3 separate regions of the Mus musculus genome follow, and all the other regions are linked to region 2. A link is a contact called in public HiChIP or PLAC-seq and promoter capture Hi-C data. All regions are on one chromosome and are shown on one strand. The core of a region is the stretch at or near the end of the contact, and the rest is flanking DNA. Distances in the headings are between cores, read along the strand shown.

Region 1 (4,370 bases), core at 249-2,748, 290 kb after region 2:
ATTCTAAGGCTTAATAATGTGCCTGATTCATAGAAAATCTCCATAAATTTTTATGAATTACTGCCAATTTTATTCAGTTGAGTATTGTGGCATAGTATTGAGGTCAGGTACTGCTGTGAGGTAACAAGCAGGAGAGAGGAAGGAAGACCTAAGTCTCCCTCTGCTATCAGATGATTTCCACCCATTCTCTCATCCATTTTATATAATAACTGTTATATAACATGTAATATATAATATATAAGATGTCTGATAAAGCTTTTAAGTGAAGAAGCCAAGACAGATGGAGGAATTTTCTAGGGGGCAAACTGTGGGTCAGTACTTATGGGATATTAAGTTTCTTTTCTATCTCATATTGTGATAACCAAGATTTCTTCCCTGGTCCCCACTGGTACCTTTTTTTCTCTGACTTCTCTATCTCAATAGAGTTATGTTGAAGGAAGCTAGGCTGAAATGCTGAATTTTAAATAACACCCTGGTGATTCTGATCTAATAGGAATATCAACCACTGGGCTAACCTATGGTCTCATCAGATGTCTAATTGGACTAACCTAGGTTCTCATCAGATGTTTATGTCTATAAGCCTAGCATTTGCAAGTGTGGTCCTAAAATGTTCTTTAGGTCAATGTGACAAAGACAGAGTGTTTATCAGGTAGAAAGCATTACTGGACTACAAAGCTGATGGCCACTTTGCCTTTTTTTTTCAAGTGTGTGATTCATAGGAGTGGTATCACTCTCAAATCCTATGGGATTTGTATCCTGTTGTGAGACTCACTGAAGGGTTAAAATGAGGGAAGGTGGCATTTGTTTGAAGACCTGGTAAGTTTTTATGGACCAGTGGGGTATGCACAATGGCTAGGAGGATTCTAGAAAACAGAAGAGAGACCTGGAAAGGAGACCTTTGGTGGGGGGAAAAACATTGTAAAATTGTCTAAAGCATGACTAGCATTCCAGTCACAGAGAAAGAAAGGGAGTATGTGGTGGAAAGGGTGCTTTGGACCAAATTACAAATGCTGTGAGTGGCAAATAGCCAAGTCTCAATAGTTAATTTTCTAGGAATAGATTAAACGTATTGACTATTTTTGACCAAAAAAAAGAAAAAAAAGAATTAGGTCAGATTCTCTCTTGGCAAGTGGAACTGACACAGTTCCAGAAGTGGATTCCTGGGGTAAGCAGCCTTCTCATGACGGATGCAGACTCAGGGCAATTTTGTGGGGGAGGAGAAAGAATTATAGACAGGACTTGGGACTTAATGCCCCTGATCGTAATTTGAATGAATGAAAAAAATGTTTCTTAATATATTTGTATTTGTCCAAAGTACTTTTCCACACAAGGTTTGGAGCAACAGGAAAGGAAGTGTTTGTAGTTAAATGGCATTACTGCACATTTAAAAAACATAAATAAATATAAAGGTTCAAAGACCTTACAATTAATACTATAATGTATGCAAAGGCTTAGGGAAAGAATGGCTTCCATCTATTCTCTCATTCCAGTGTTTCCCGTCAGGGCAGGCTTGGCCACTCCCCAGTATTCCAATTAAATAGTTGAATAAGGATGAGAAGCAGAGATCAACTCTCTCTCTGTGTGTGAGTGTGTGTGTGTGTGTGTGTGTGTGTCTGTGTGTGTCTGTGTTTGGTGTGTGTGTCTGTCTCTCTCTCTCTCTCTGCCTGCCTGTCTGTCTTATCTTTGTGTGTGCATGCATGTATGTCTCTGTCTTCATCTCTCTCTCTTTGTGTGTATTTGTCTCTGTCTCTCTATCTCTGACTCTATGTTTATCTGTCTCTGTCTCTCTCTGTCTCTCTCTGTGTCTCTCTCTCTCTCTGTCTCTCTCTCTCTCTCTCAAATATACACACAATAGGAAAGAGAAAAGACAGCTTATAAGTAAGTATTTGGGGTTGTTGGAATGATAGTTTCTCCCCTAGGCTTTGGTATTTGAACACTTAGCCTCAGTGATGGCACTGTCTGGGGGAGATTAATAGAGGTGAAATCTTACTGGAGGAAGCTTGTCACTGGGGCTGGGCTTTGAAATTTTATAGCCTCTCCCCACTAGATAGGAAATTTACTTTATATATATTTGAAATTGTAATGTAATCACAATACTTCTCCATTTCTTTTCCTCCCTCTAAACCTTTCCATGCCCCCTCCTTCCAATTCACTGCCTTGTTTTTCACTAATTGTTATTGTTTCCTGTTTGTAAACTTAAGATGTGATTGCTCAGCCTTGCTCGGCTGTCAGGCCTCTCTGCCTTTATGGACTTTGCCTTGGAAATCATATGAGTCTGCTGTCTATAAAAACAAAGGGGCCCACCACAAATTCATTTTATGATATGTACCAATTATAACAAAGCCTCAAAAAGCTCTGAGTGTAGTGTCAACTCTATTAACCCCTGCCTTTCCAAGCAAGACTCACAGCACACCTTTAAAACTTGAAGAGTCTACTTTTGAGACAAGACCAATTTCTGTGGAGAGAAAAAGTGCTCAGTATGTGTACACACAGATCATATTCCCTTCTTGGACTAAGGAGACAGCTTGCCTTTGAACTTGGACATATTGGCATGCTCAAAGGAAGTTCCATATAAGCCAAGGCCACCAAATATAAAATTTTTCTCCTAACACAGAATATAAATGATTGTTGAAATTTAAAAGCAAGTGTGTAAAAATTATCTTATTAAGAAAAATAACATAGAAGGAATAGGAGAAAGGAGAGAGGGAGAAAGAGAAAAGGGGAAAGGAAAAAGAATGGATATAGGAGAGGAGAGGGAGGAGAGGAGGGAGGGGAAGAGGGAGAGGGGGAAGGAAAAAAGAAGAAATGGGAAGGATGGAGGGAGGGAGGAGGGGAGGAGGGAAGGGAGGTATAAGACAGGTAGGAGGGAGGGAGAGAGGAAAGAAAAAGGGGAGGGAGGAGAGGAGGGAGAGAGGGAAGGAAAAAGAAGAGATGGGAAGGATAGAGGGGGATAAGAGGGAAGGGAGCAGTAAGAGAGGGAAGGAGGGGAGGAAGTAGGGAATGAGGGAGGGAAGAAAAAAGAAGACGGGAGGGAGGCACCTTTGGCTCCTGCATGTCTATAAGCCATATCTGTCTTCTACCAGCATTTTCAAGCTTGGAGGCTGCTTTAATTAGAAGTACAGGATGGTTCCTTGCCAACCTCCTAACTTAAGTAAATTCCAGATCAAAACTTCAAAGAACCTAAAGTACTGATTACAATATGATTTTAGCCCAGAGTCTTAAACCACTGAGCCTCCCTAGCAGTTAAGAAGATACTGACTCAGACCATCACCAGACAGCAAGATTCCTGTTCTTATTTTTAAAGGAGCAGGAGAGAGAGAGAGGAAGCAACTGTGGGGCCTTTAGAAACCAGCACACAAGAGACAAAATAAGCCATTAAGATTCAACACAATACCCTGAATTCCTGTTAAGTCATTTTTGAAAAGAGAAACAGGCATTGGTTACATGAAGATAAGGCCAAGATGCTTAACAGCAGGTAACTGAGATGCCGTGCTGCCAGGGAAGGAGGAAATAGAGCTCTGTCAACGTGACTTGGACTTGGCCTGGGGAAGCGTGTAAGGTCCACCCAGCACACATTCTGGGTTGTCCCTCTGTCGACACTGACTTAAACAAACCCTTTAGTGTCCCTGTGAGTGTGCACTGTGAGATGTTAGGAAAGAACAACCCTTCAGTGTATTCATGAGCAAGTGGCCAGGTCACCCCTGCAAGTGAATACTTCACAAAGTAATACCACCAGGCTCCGAAGCTACCCTGGAGCAGGCACATGTTAACTCCTTCAGGCCAGGCCTGAAAAGCTTACATTCAGGGTACATTAATCTGAAAACAAGTGTACTTTTGTGTCTCTGGAGGATCTTTTTCATTGCCATCAATTTAGTACACTGATAGACTGAGATCCTAGTTTCGGTGTCAGGTTGCCCCCAACTCTGCTCAAGCCCAGCCCCTCCTCAAGCCAAGCTACTTAATTGAGACTAATCTGAAGAGAAGTGAAACAATGTATCCCTTCCTGATTCATTTCCTCCATCCTGGAGGCTCCTGCTCCCTTCTCTCAGTCGCCACTCCAAGTTTCTTGGGAGAGAAAACCAACTACGGGGCAGAGTAAACTCAGCTCTGTTCATAATATTAGTGGCAGACAAAAGAAACTCATGCACACATACATAGGGGTACAAGGACATGTCTGCCTGCACACACATACACATGTGCACATGTGCAAGATGTCTAAACTCATGTTGACCTCCTTTGCTCATCCTGATCAGCAAACGCACAGAAGAGTTCTTCAAGAGATATCTCCCTAAACTGGGAAGAGATGACTTTAGATAATGCATACTATCTGCTTGCTTAGAGCCCTGCATAGACTATTGTTACATGCTTTG
Region 2 (4,715 bases), core at 1,312-3,811:
TCGTGCTTGTGTGTGGAGTCTCCTTACAGCCTGTGCTTCTTAAAGAAGCCCTGGGCAACCTGGGTCCATCTGTTACTCCTACTTGTTGAAGACAGAAGCATGCTGTGACTCATTGCAGGGGCTTGTAGTTCCCAGAGCACCTAGCACAGCCTGGGTTATTTGTTGAATGAATGAAGTATAAACCAAGCGCTGGCACCTTAGAGCTCATAGATAAGAAAGGTCATAATGACCTGAAGCAGACAGGTGCAGTCCATGGAAATCTGGTGTGAAAAACAAACCCGTGTGGGGGCCTTGAATCAGAAACCTGCCGTATCTGGGAGGCTGTGGAATGTGGGAGGGCGCTCCCCACATGCAGGAAGCTGCCATTCTCAACTTGGGTTCCTATTCACTTCGGTGTGTCTGATAACAAACGGGTATATCTTCCTTTTCTAGCCTCCACCATGTTCTCATTTTCCCAGCTTGCAAACAATGCCTATGTCAAAGCAGAACCCCAAACATAAGCAGAATCCAGCTAGGGGGTGAACCGTGCCCCCAGGCAGGGCTTTGGGCAAGAGGGGGAGATGCTCAGACCCAGATTCCACATGCTGTGTAGACTCCAATTACCCAAGGACTTAGAGATCAAACAGCCCAACTGTGCTGCACAATGAAGGAGGAGGTCTTAATTTTACCGTGTGCTACACCCTTCCAGCCAGACTGTGAGAAACAATGCATTCCCTTTATGTTCTCCGGAGCACAGAACCTCCCTGAGATTGTCTTGTGTTATCTCAGCAACATCTCTCTAACGTGGACAGGAGGGAGACTTAAGGCGTCTGAAAGAACCGAGTGATTTCCTCTGGCCTGGAGTGAACATCCCGGCAACCAAAGACAGCTTTAGCAGAACGGCTCATTCCTACTTGGCCTGTGACGGAATAGGATATTAATGTTATTTATTTTTAGTTCCAGATCTGTATTTTAAGGTGTTTTATTGGTTTATGGGAAAATGGGTTTGCGTGAGCTGAGCTATGGTATAGGACTTGATGTATATAAAGCATGTATGAAAAAGCTTAGAAAATAGCATGGGCCAGATGTTAGAATATTGCAAGTTTTTGTTTTCTTTCTTTTCATGGTACAAACAAGGTTTTTGATGAATCATGGTACTGCCAAAAAAAAAAAAATCTAGAAAAAAATTCCTTTCAATTTTACCCACTGAGCCATCAACCAACCAGCCCTCCCTTTAAATTTTAACATGGAACAACATTTGGGAAATTGAATATTTAACATTGAGAAAAGCGGACATCTTTGAATTTCACTTGGTAGACATTTTAGCAGGCATGCCACAGTAGAAACACAAACCCACAGTTTTTATTTATTTTTATGAGCCAGTATTTTTTTTATTCTTTCAGTTTCCAGATAGTGGATTCAAAAATTTCAAACAGTATTCAAAAGGAGATAATGATTCTTAGAATTTTTTGACACAGGGGCTTCACTTGAGTAATAATCGGATACCCTACATCGACACTCTTCACAGACTTTGCTAAATATGAGCACTGGAGATGTCTCAAGTCGATCAGTGTTTCCATGGAAATAGATAACCCTTAGATAAGGCCTGAGAAACAGGGTTTGAGATGCTGTGAACCCCAGTCCCAGCACAGGAGAGAGATCAGAGTTCCGAAGACAAATGTGTATTTCTGTAGGATGAGTGTTTTCTCCGAAAGCATTAAGGGCGAGGACAATACTATCGTAGGGTTTTTAATCTTGGAAATAAGAGAGTAAATTACTTTGTACCTTATGCTTTTCAAGAGTGGTTAACCCAGCTTTGGAAGCAATGCTTCCTATTCCTAAAGGCAATAAGAACACTAGCTTAGAAAACTTGTGAATTACGGCTTCCCTGGCTGTGAGTTCCTAAGCTATTTATCTTAATTTTAGTTATCTTCTCTCATTCCAGTACTGCACTACATCCACACACATTTAATGATGTTTGTGAAATTCATAGCTAACTGTCTTGTATCACTTGGGGCTGCCTGGACATTACTTTTTGCTAATACTTTCTGCAAGAAGAACTCTCAAAGTCTGCACTCTACTTTGGACTTTTAACAAGAATAAACCTACAGAGCTGTATTTCTATCACTCCTTTCTGACTAAATCAATATTTGACTGGAATAGCCCCCATGAAAAGTCTGATTATTGAATATTGTGAAATCCACATCACTGTCCACAGCCGAGAGCAGTCCTCCTGCCCGTGGGTAAGAATTAAGATGTCGCAGGCAGGAATCAACACAGGATACTGGATTAAGTGAAGCTTTTTTCCCCCGTGTGTTAGAGCAAGTTTTATGAGTTAGAGAAGTCGCTGCCAGGCCGTGGTTTCTACACACAGGAGTAGTCTCTGCTGGGAAAAAGGGTTACAAAAGTCACCCGGCTTACCTTGCTTGTCACCACAACTCTGCAGGCGCGAGTGTCTCCAGTCCCACAACAGTTTAACTCACATGGATCCAGGAAGAAACCATTTCTCTGACCGATTACATCTTGGTTGCTCCCAAGGATACAGGGCTTTTGGGAAACACTGTGCATGCGTTCTTCGGTGGTTCCTCTCAATTTAAAGGCTGAAAGATGGGCAAGTGTCCAGTGGCTGCCCGACGACCGGGACAGGAATTCGCAACAGTAAGGCTTGTTCAGAAAGGGTTTCCCGTGACACAGCACAGTTTCACAGCAGCCACTAGATGGCGCATGAGAACCACTTGTGTCAGGCACCAACGCAAATGATCAGGTCTGTTCACAGCGAACCAAAAAAGTCCGAAAACAATCCTTCCCAAACTACTTTTCTAATAGGTTATTATCACCATCTCAGTGTTTACACGAAACCTAAATGGTCTTGATTTGTTTGGTGACTGTAGGGGAATCCTCCACAGAATATCCCGGTCAGATTGTAAACGTGGCATTTTAAATCTTTATTAAGTCAGAAAAGGGAATTGAGACAGACAGGAGCAACTAAATCTACCTATTTAGTACTGAACTTCAACAAAAGTTTTCTAAGTGTCTACTGGGTGGGAATGTTACTTAAGCTTCTTAAATGGTAAAAGAACATTCTATTACCCGGAAGAAAAATAAAAACCAAAATAACAACAACAAAAACAAAACAAACAAACAAACAAAAAAACCCAAAGTACCAGCAGCAAAAACGGTACCATCAATTTCACATTGTACAGAATGTCAAAGATATGTTAGACCTACACATAGCTCTGGGACTTCAGTAGTTGAATTTAAATTTTTTTTTCTATTTATTTATTTGAACGTGTGTGAGCTCATGTCCTACTGTGAAGGTCAGAGGGCAACTTGAAGGAGTCTGCTTCTCTTTCCACCATGTAAGTCTTGGGGATTGACATCATGTCCTGAGGTTTGGTGGCAAGTGTGTTTACAGTGAGCCAGCCATCTTGCCAGTTCATCATTTCTTGATGTAGAACAAATATGAATGTCAGGGACAAAAACCAAAGCAAAACCAAACCAAACCACAACTGCAACAACAAACCCCCTATAATCTCAGGACTTAGCTTATAATTTTTTTCCCTCTTAGAGCCAAGGATAACTCTCTTTGCCTTAGTAAATGTAAACTCCTATACAGAAAATACTGAAAGAGACAAAGTTACAGTGGAAGCAGTTTTTGTTTTTCTTTTGTGTTTGTTGTCATCAAATATAAAATTATGACACTTCTAAACCCACCTTCTGATAAACATTAATAGTAACAGATCTTATAGAAATATTCAGAGGGGAAAATCCTCAAGAAAACATCTTCAAGTTGATTTTGAAAGTTCTGAAGATGACTCAAAAGTCTCTGAAATATGTTTACTAGAAAGTCAGTGGCTTAAAACAAACAAACTAGGGGCAGCTTTTCTCTTTCACCCTCCTTAAAGTAGGTGTGATATTTCTTCTGAGGCAACCTGGAGCCCAGAGTAAAGACTGCTCTCATTTTTAGATCACTGGTTGTTTGTTTGAACTGAAGAATTAGTTGCATTTCAAAATAAGGACATGCCTAATGAAATGATTAAAACACACAGAGCATTAAATTATAAGCAGATGGGAGAGAAGTGGGTAGGGGGGTGGCCTTGCTGGGGACCTGAGTCCAGGGGAGCTGGCAGCTTTGGGGATTCCTATAGCAGACAGTTGCTTAAGCAACAGAGAGCAGAAAAACTACCTTGGAAGGCAAATCTCTCTCTCTCTCTCTCTCTCTCTCTCTCTCTCTCTTTCTCTCTTTCTCTCTCTCTCTCTCTCTCTCTCTCTCTCTCTCTCTCTCTCTCTCTCTCTCAGATATCTATGCAACAAGGCCCCTGAGGGGATAGCCATTATTAATACATAGAAGGACTTGGAGAAGCGGGACCAGGAGCTGCTTCAGGGGTGAAGAGCTGAATCCAGAGGTCCCGTGTAGGAGTGAATTAAGCAGAGTCTGGGATTCTGATCTTCATCTTTGGAAGAAAGAAACCCTAACTGTTGCTTAGCTCCAGTTATTTGTGAAATACCTTCTTTTCTGAAACTTACCATTTAGCATGCTACTCTGTATATTTAGAAGGTAGGGGCTTGGTAGGACAGAGTTTTCAGCAACTGAAAAAGAAACTCTGAATGGAAGGGGCGTTGTTTTCAGACTGCGTGGATAATCAGCTAGGGGTACTATGTAGTTGACATATTCCATCAGGGTTTAATCTTAAATTTCTATCCACTGGTTCCTTGACAGCCAACCTTTAAAAGGA
Region 3 (4,682 bases), core at 686-3,185, 510 kb after region 2:
TCTACAAAAAAAAGAAAAGAGCAAAGACTACTACTGATGATGAAAGAAACAGAATACCCTTCTCTTTCAAAGAAGAAAATACTTTGCAACTGCAAATGTCTCTTACTTTTAAAAATGAATGTGATTATATTATAATCTCAAAAAAATTAAATGCTTCTTCTAAAAACCAAAGTGATAAATAAAATAAAGTGTAAATTCAAATCACCCAAAAATGTATCTGAAAAAATTTAAATTTTAATCCTTTTAGTGACTTTCTACTTAATTTTCCAGGAGAGACTAGATGTTGGTTTCTGCAGAATGCACATTCCGTGTGGAACAAACTGACCCTACTTGGGGTTTTTAAGACCAGGTTTTTGAACAATCGTGGGGGGGGGGGCAGCTAGTAGCATCGTCAAGCAGGGATAACAGGGTCCCTGATGTAGATTCCTATTCTGATGTCGCCTCCTGGAATATCGGAGACATTTTTAGTTCCAGCTGAAACCACGTATTCCTTCAGAACAAATCAAATGTCTTTAAAGAATATTTCTGTTTGAAAAGGAATTAAGCTCTCCTGAAAGAATTTTAAAGGTTGTGATTTTCACAGTCTGATAAAGCAGCACCTTTAATGAAATTCTAATTAGCAATTTCATGCACTTGCTATTAGTCATATCAGATTAGTGCACATTTTCACAGCCTTCCTTTAATTAAGTGCACTTATTCCGAGTTTCAAACACTTTCCTTATAAGATGAAAACTGTGCTGAAATGTTATTTAGTAAACAGAGGAAGTGTGAACGTGTAGGTGTGCATGTGTACAGGGGCGGACATTTTAACTGCCTACAGCTTTTTATATTGAGAGTTTGGTGGGGTGGTTTCCATGCCCTGTTCCCTGGTCATCTCAATGTCGCCTTGTATTTCAAGGGAACTGTTTGTGCCTTCATCCCAAGTACACGCAAGGAGTTTGTTTGTCTGTTTGTTTTGAGTTTTGCTTTAAATCTTTCCTTTTTCTATGTGTGTTTTGTTGTGGTCGTTACTTAAAATATTTTTGCCATGTGGGTTTTATTGCTGGGCAAGAAGCTGAAAGCAACTGTCTCCTCAGAAAAGCAATGAGTGATCTTCTCTACTCATGTAATAACCCTAACCTTACCACCTCTTTCTTGCAAGCACCTTCTTCCCTTTAAAAAGCAGCCATTAGATCCATCACACCTCCTCTATTTATGAAAGTGCAAGGAGCAGCCAGACATCGTTATGAGAAGGGTCCCTGCTATATCTGGACTTCACTTTTCCATCATTTCCAGGCAAGGCAGAGCACGGTCTGCAAGCTCCAGAATCTTCTTGGCTCACCCTGACCTCCCAGCCCTCTGAAGGCCTTCTCCTAATCAGGGAGATTGTATTGTCTGGGAATCAGTCCCTTCTTATCTTTAGCCCTTTGTCAAATGAAAATTGTGTTACCTGTTTTGCTTAGAGGTTTGAAACTTGTAATATATTAACTAATAGCTTCACATCTCAAGCATATGTAGTCTTGTTGGTGTCCTTCATTTATACTGTAACATTTTTGACATTTTTAGATAGTCTCTTGGGAACCCCCGGAGCCTCTTACCAGGGCCCTCCATGAAGTATGTTTGCCTAATGGTTACTGACTGACATCTTAATAACGTGCGAGGCACAGCTCCGGTGCATCGGTTGAAGAATATGTGCGTATGTGTGCATGCACTCGTGTGTGCACGCCTTTTAATTCATGGTCCATTTTGTCATGTGTGAGCCATAATTTAAGCTAATAATTACCAGACATGAATTCAATGAAACATTGGTGTCTACACTAAAAAAAAAAAAAAAAAAAAAAAAGTCTTGAATTTTAATGCATTCGGAAAAAACGTTTGCCTAGGGCCAGCCTGGGTCCAGCACGCATATGGAAGCACTTTAAAAGTGATAAATGGTTTGGAATCTACCCTGTCTACTGGTGTGCTACTCAGGAAAGAAAATTAGAGCTAACAGGTGTTAGATAGGGAATGCTGGGGCATTTTAATAGAATTGTCAAAATGTTGGTACCAGATGTTGACATTAATGCACGAAGCTCGGAACTGTAATGCTGAGCTGCCATTTAAATGATTATTTGTTTAAATTTCAAGTTCCCGGCAGGAAGCCCTCACTTTGGTCAGCACCTTTCCCTCCACTCCATCCCTCTGCTCTTTCCCCTACGATTTGCATCAAAGTGTAGTGGCTGTTCGGCTCCCATATGCATGCTTTAAATAATCCATGCCTGTCAAATTTCATTTTTTCTTTTCAGATCATACTCATGCCATTCCTGTCCTAGGCCGCCTTGAAGTCGACCTCGATGTATCCGTATATGAGGGGGAAAAATGATTTAAATACTGCCAGTTACAGGATAATTAATCTTTGAACTACTCGGTAACTTCAAATGTATATCCCAAGTAATCTGCATGAACTTGTAATTACTGTGTATTTATACGATATTTTCCATGTAATCACCAAGTTGTTACATGGTGATGTGAGCCTTGTAAATTACAGTGATAGCAGAAACTAATCTCACCCATGCCACTGCAGAAAGCTCGTGAAGGAACTGCCCGTCGACTGCAGTCAGCTTGTGGAAGGCTCCAGAAAAAAAAAAAAAAATTCGTGCTCTGCAGGGCTCCGGGAGCCTGCAGTATCAGCCAGCTTTAAGCATCTCCAAAGACTGAAAGACTAGAGACAGCAGAAAGGGTGACATTTTTTCATCCAGTGTGTGCAAGAAGGCTGGGATTGGCTTGGACCATGTAACGCTGCTGGAGTTGAAAGGCAATGGTGGGTCGGGATGGGGATGGGGGTGGGGGTATCTAAGCAAAAGCCACCATCCGGTCCTTGCTCAGCATTCTCTGGATACTCAGGGAAGGTCCTGAAATAAATTCCTATATGAGTTTCAAAAGCAGACCCTGAGGCAGCTTTTCTTTGTCATCTTTTAAAACCCAATTAAAACCAAAGCAAATCCGTCAGCTTTTCCACACCAAGGCATCACGTCTCAGCTCTCCAAGAACTTCTTTCCTAAAGGGTTTGTGTGTGTGTGTGTGTGTGTGTGTGTGTGTGTGTGTGTGTGTGTGTGTGTGTACATGTGCATGTGCACACATGCAGATGCTTGAGCTGTCATAATGTCACCCAAGCTCACATTGGACCATTTATTTGCAAAGCCATTATCCACACAGGGAGGACGTGGGCTCTTGCCTTTGTACTCAGGGAGACCACTAGGCTGTTTCTCTTTGGAACCTGGAAGAATGAAGAAAAAGGCCTTACTGGAAGCTTCAAGTAACTTTGAACAGGCGAGGAGACAGAGAAGCTGAGTTTGCCTGGAGTATCCTGGGGTTCTGGGTTTTCCTCTTTTCTCAGATGCTCGGAAATGAAAATGAAAAACAAAACAGCAACGCAGAGGAGTCAAGAGGCCTGCCACTCAGCTGCAGCCCTGCACCTGGCTCCCACATTGCATCCAAGGTTCTCAAAAGTTTCAGGCTGATGGTGGGCGGTAGAGGACTGTCTAGAACTTACCTTTTCCACATAGGATACCACTGCCCATGTGAGCTTGCACAAATGATTCATTTCTGAATAGAAAGACTTTTTAAAATTAGCCACATCCCATAAGCTCAGTGTCCATGTGTGTCTGGTGGCCATATTTGAATGCTTATATGTAGGCTATTTTCTAGATTGCTGGGCAAAAAGTCAAATGTATTTTCTGGTCACCCTCCTGATAGTTCCCACACAGAGACACTAGTGTGTGTGTGTGTATGTGTGTGTGTGTGTGTGTGTGTGTGTGTGTGTGTGTGTGTGTAGGGTGCAAGCCTAGAGAAGGGCATCCTTACTTCCTGGACAAAACCTCTTCTCCCTGGCCTACCCTTGTAGGTCAGGGTTAGAAGTGGAGATGAGCGTGTTACCCACACCCTATCAGAGACCTGTGAGACATGTGAACCCAGGAATGGAGGATCAAGTAACCAGCGGCATTTCTAATGCTGAACTTACTTTACCAGACTAATTCTGTGGTACTATTTGCCTTCCAGAAGAGAAAATCCCAGCCCCATTTGCAAGTGGGAAGTTTTATTTGCTCCTTATTTTCTACTTGATTGACATTAGTCATATTTTATCATTGTATCAGAAACATGCTAGGCTCCTTGCCTCACTGTGGCAAACAAATGAGGTAAAGGAGAAAAGATGAGCTTTGTTTGGCTCTTGGTGTCAGAGGATTCAGCCCACTGCCGAACATATTTGATGCAGCAGAACATCATGGTGGCAGGTGCCTGTTCCAAACACTTAAAGGTAATCAAAAAGGAGGGAGAAGGAAAGGGGAAGAGGGGAAGGAGAAGAGGGAGGGGGAGGGAGGAAGAGGGGAGGGGGAAGGAGAGGGGGAAGGAGAAGGAGGGAGGGAGGGAGGGAGGGAGAGGAGGGAGGGGGGAAGGGGGGAGAGGGGGAGGGGAGAGGGAGGGGGAGACAGAGAGGGAGAGGGAGAGGGAGAGGGAGAGGAGAGGGAGAGGGAGAAACCTAGAAAAAGAAATAACCACCACTGGAGACATGGCTGAGTGCTTGCTATAATTGCATGAGGATCTGAGTTCAATCCTAGCACACACATTAAAAGCTCAGGATGGCAGTACATGCTTGTAACCCAAACTTCACTTTCAACTTGAACATTCTGCTTCCAGTTTGCCACGGCCATGAGAGAAGTCCTTGA

What was found. Promoter capture Hi-C pulls out the DNA fragments that hold promoters and counts their contacts. HiChIP or PLAC-seq counts read pairs in DNA pulled down with a chosen protein or histone mark.
Region 1: a contact with region 2 is called in a CTCF HiChIP or PLAC-seq map of the NIH/3T3 cell line, with 16 read pairs. The contact joins the enhancer-like site here to the promoter of E330013P04Rik in region 2. A contact is called at or near these places in 16 of 39 promoter capture datasets (the 3T3-L1 cell line, the C10 cell line, the HPC-7 cell line and 11 more), 1 of 15 datasets of contacts at CTCF or cohesin (the NIH/3T3 cell line), 12 of 484 Hi-C or Micro-C datasets (cortical neurons, embryonic fibroblasts, embryonic stem cells and 3 more) and 5 of 115 datasets of contacts at active chromatin or transcription factors (bone marrow-derived macrophages, embryonic fibroblasts, embryonic forebrain and 2 more).
Region 3: a promoter capture Hi-C map of second pharyngeal arch cranial neural crest shows a contact between it and region 2, with 17 times the contacts expected there. The contact joins the enhancer-like site here to the promoter of E330013P04Rik in region 2. A contact is called at or near these places in 20 of 39 promoter capture datasets (the 3T3-L1 cell line, 3T3-L1-derived adipocytes, the C10 cell line and 14 more), 1 of 15 datasets of contacts at CTCF or cohesin (the NIH/3T3 cell line), 6 of 484 Hi-C or Micro-C datasets (cranial neural crest, nephron progenitors, palatal mesenchyme and 1 more) and 4 of 115 datasets of contacts at active chromatin or transcription factors (embryonic basal ganglia, embryonic forebrain, embryonic hindbrain and 1 more).

What each region holds. Positions count from the first base shown.
Region 1 is chr19:59,850,104-59,854,473 of GRCm38.p6, reverse strand. No RefSeq gene overlaps it. Among named protein-coding and RNA genes, the nearest start is that of Gm46662, 30 kb to the right of the region's middle. Within about 2 kb of position 1,498, at least 10 of the 459 cell types and tissues checked have an H3K27ac peak or open chromatin away from gene starts, as enhancers often do. A contact at or near this core is called in the NIH/3T3 cell line and embryonic fibroblasts, where this site is marked.
Region 2 is chr19:60,142,521-60,147,235 of GRCm38.p6, reverse strand. E330013P04Rik (RIKEN cDNA E330013P04 gene) reads right to left here and starts at 2,561. Exons shown (of 5, transcript NR_026942.1): 1 at 2,401-2,561.
Region 3 is chr19:59,633,809-59,638,490 of GRCm38.p6, reverse strand. No RefSeq gene overlaps it. Among named protein-coding and RNA genes, the nearest start is that of Gm19956, 19 kb to the left of the region's middle. Within about 2 kb of position 1,935, at least 3 of the 459 cell types and tissues checked have an H3K27ac peak or open chromatin away from gene starts, as enhancers often do. A contact at or near this core is called in second pharyngeal arch cranial neural crest, where this site is marked.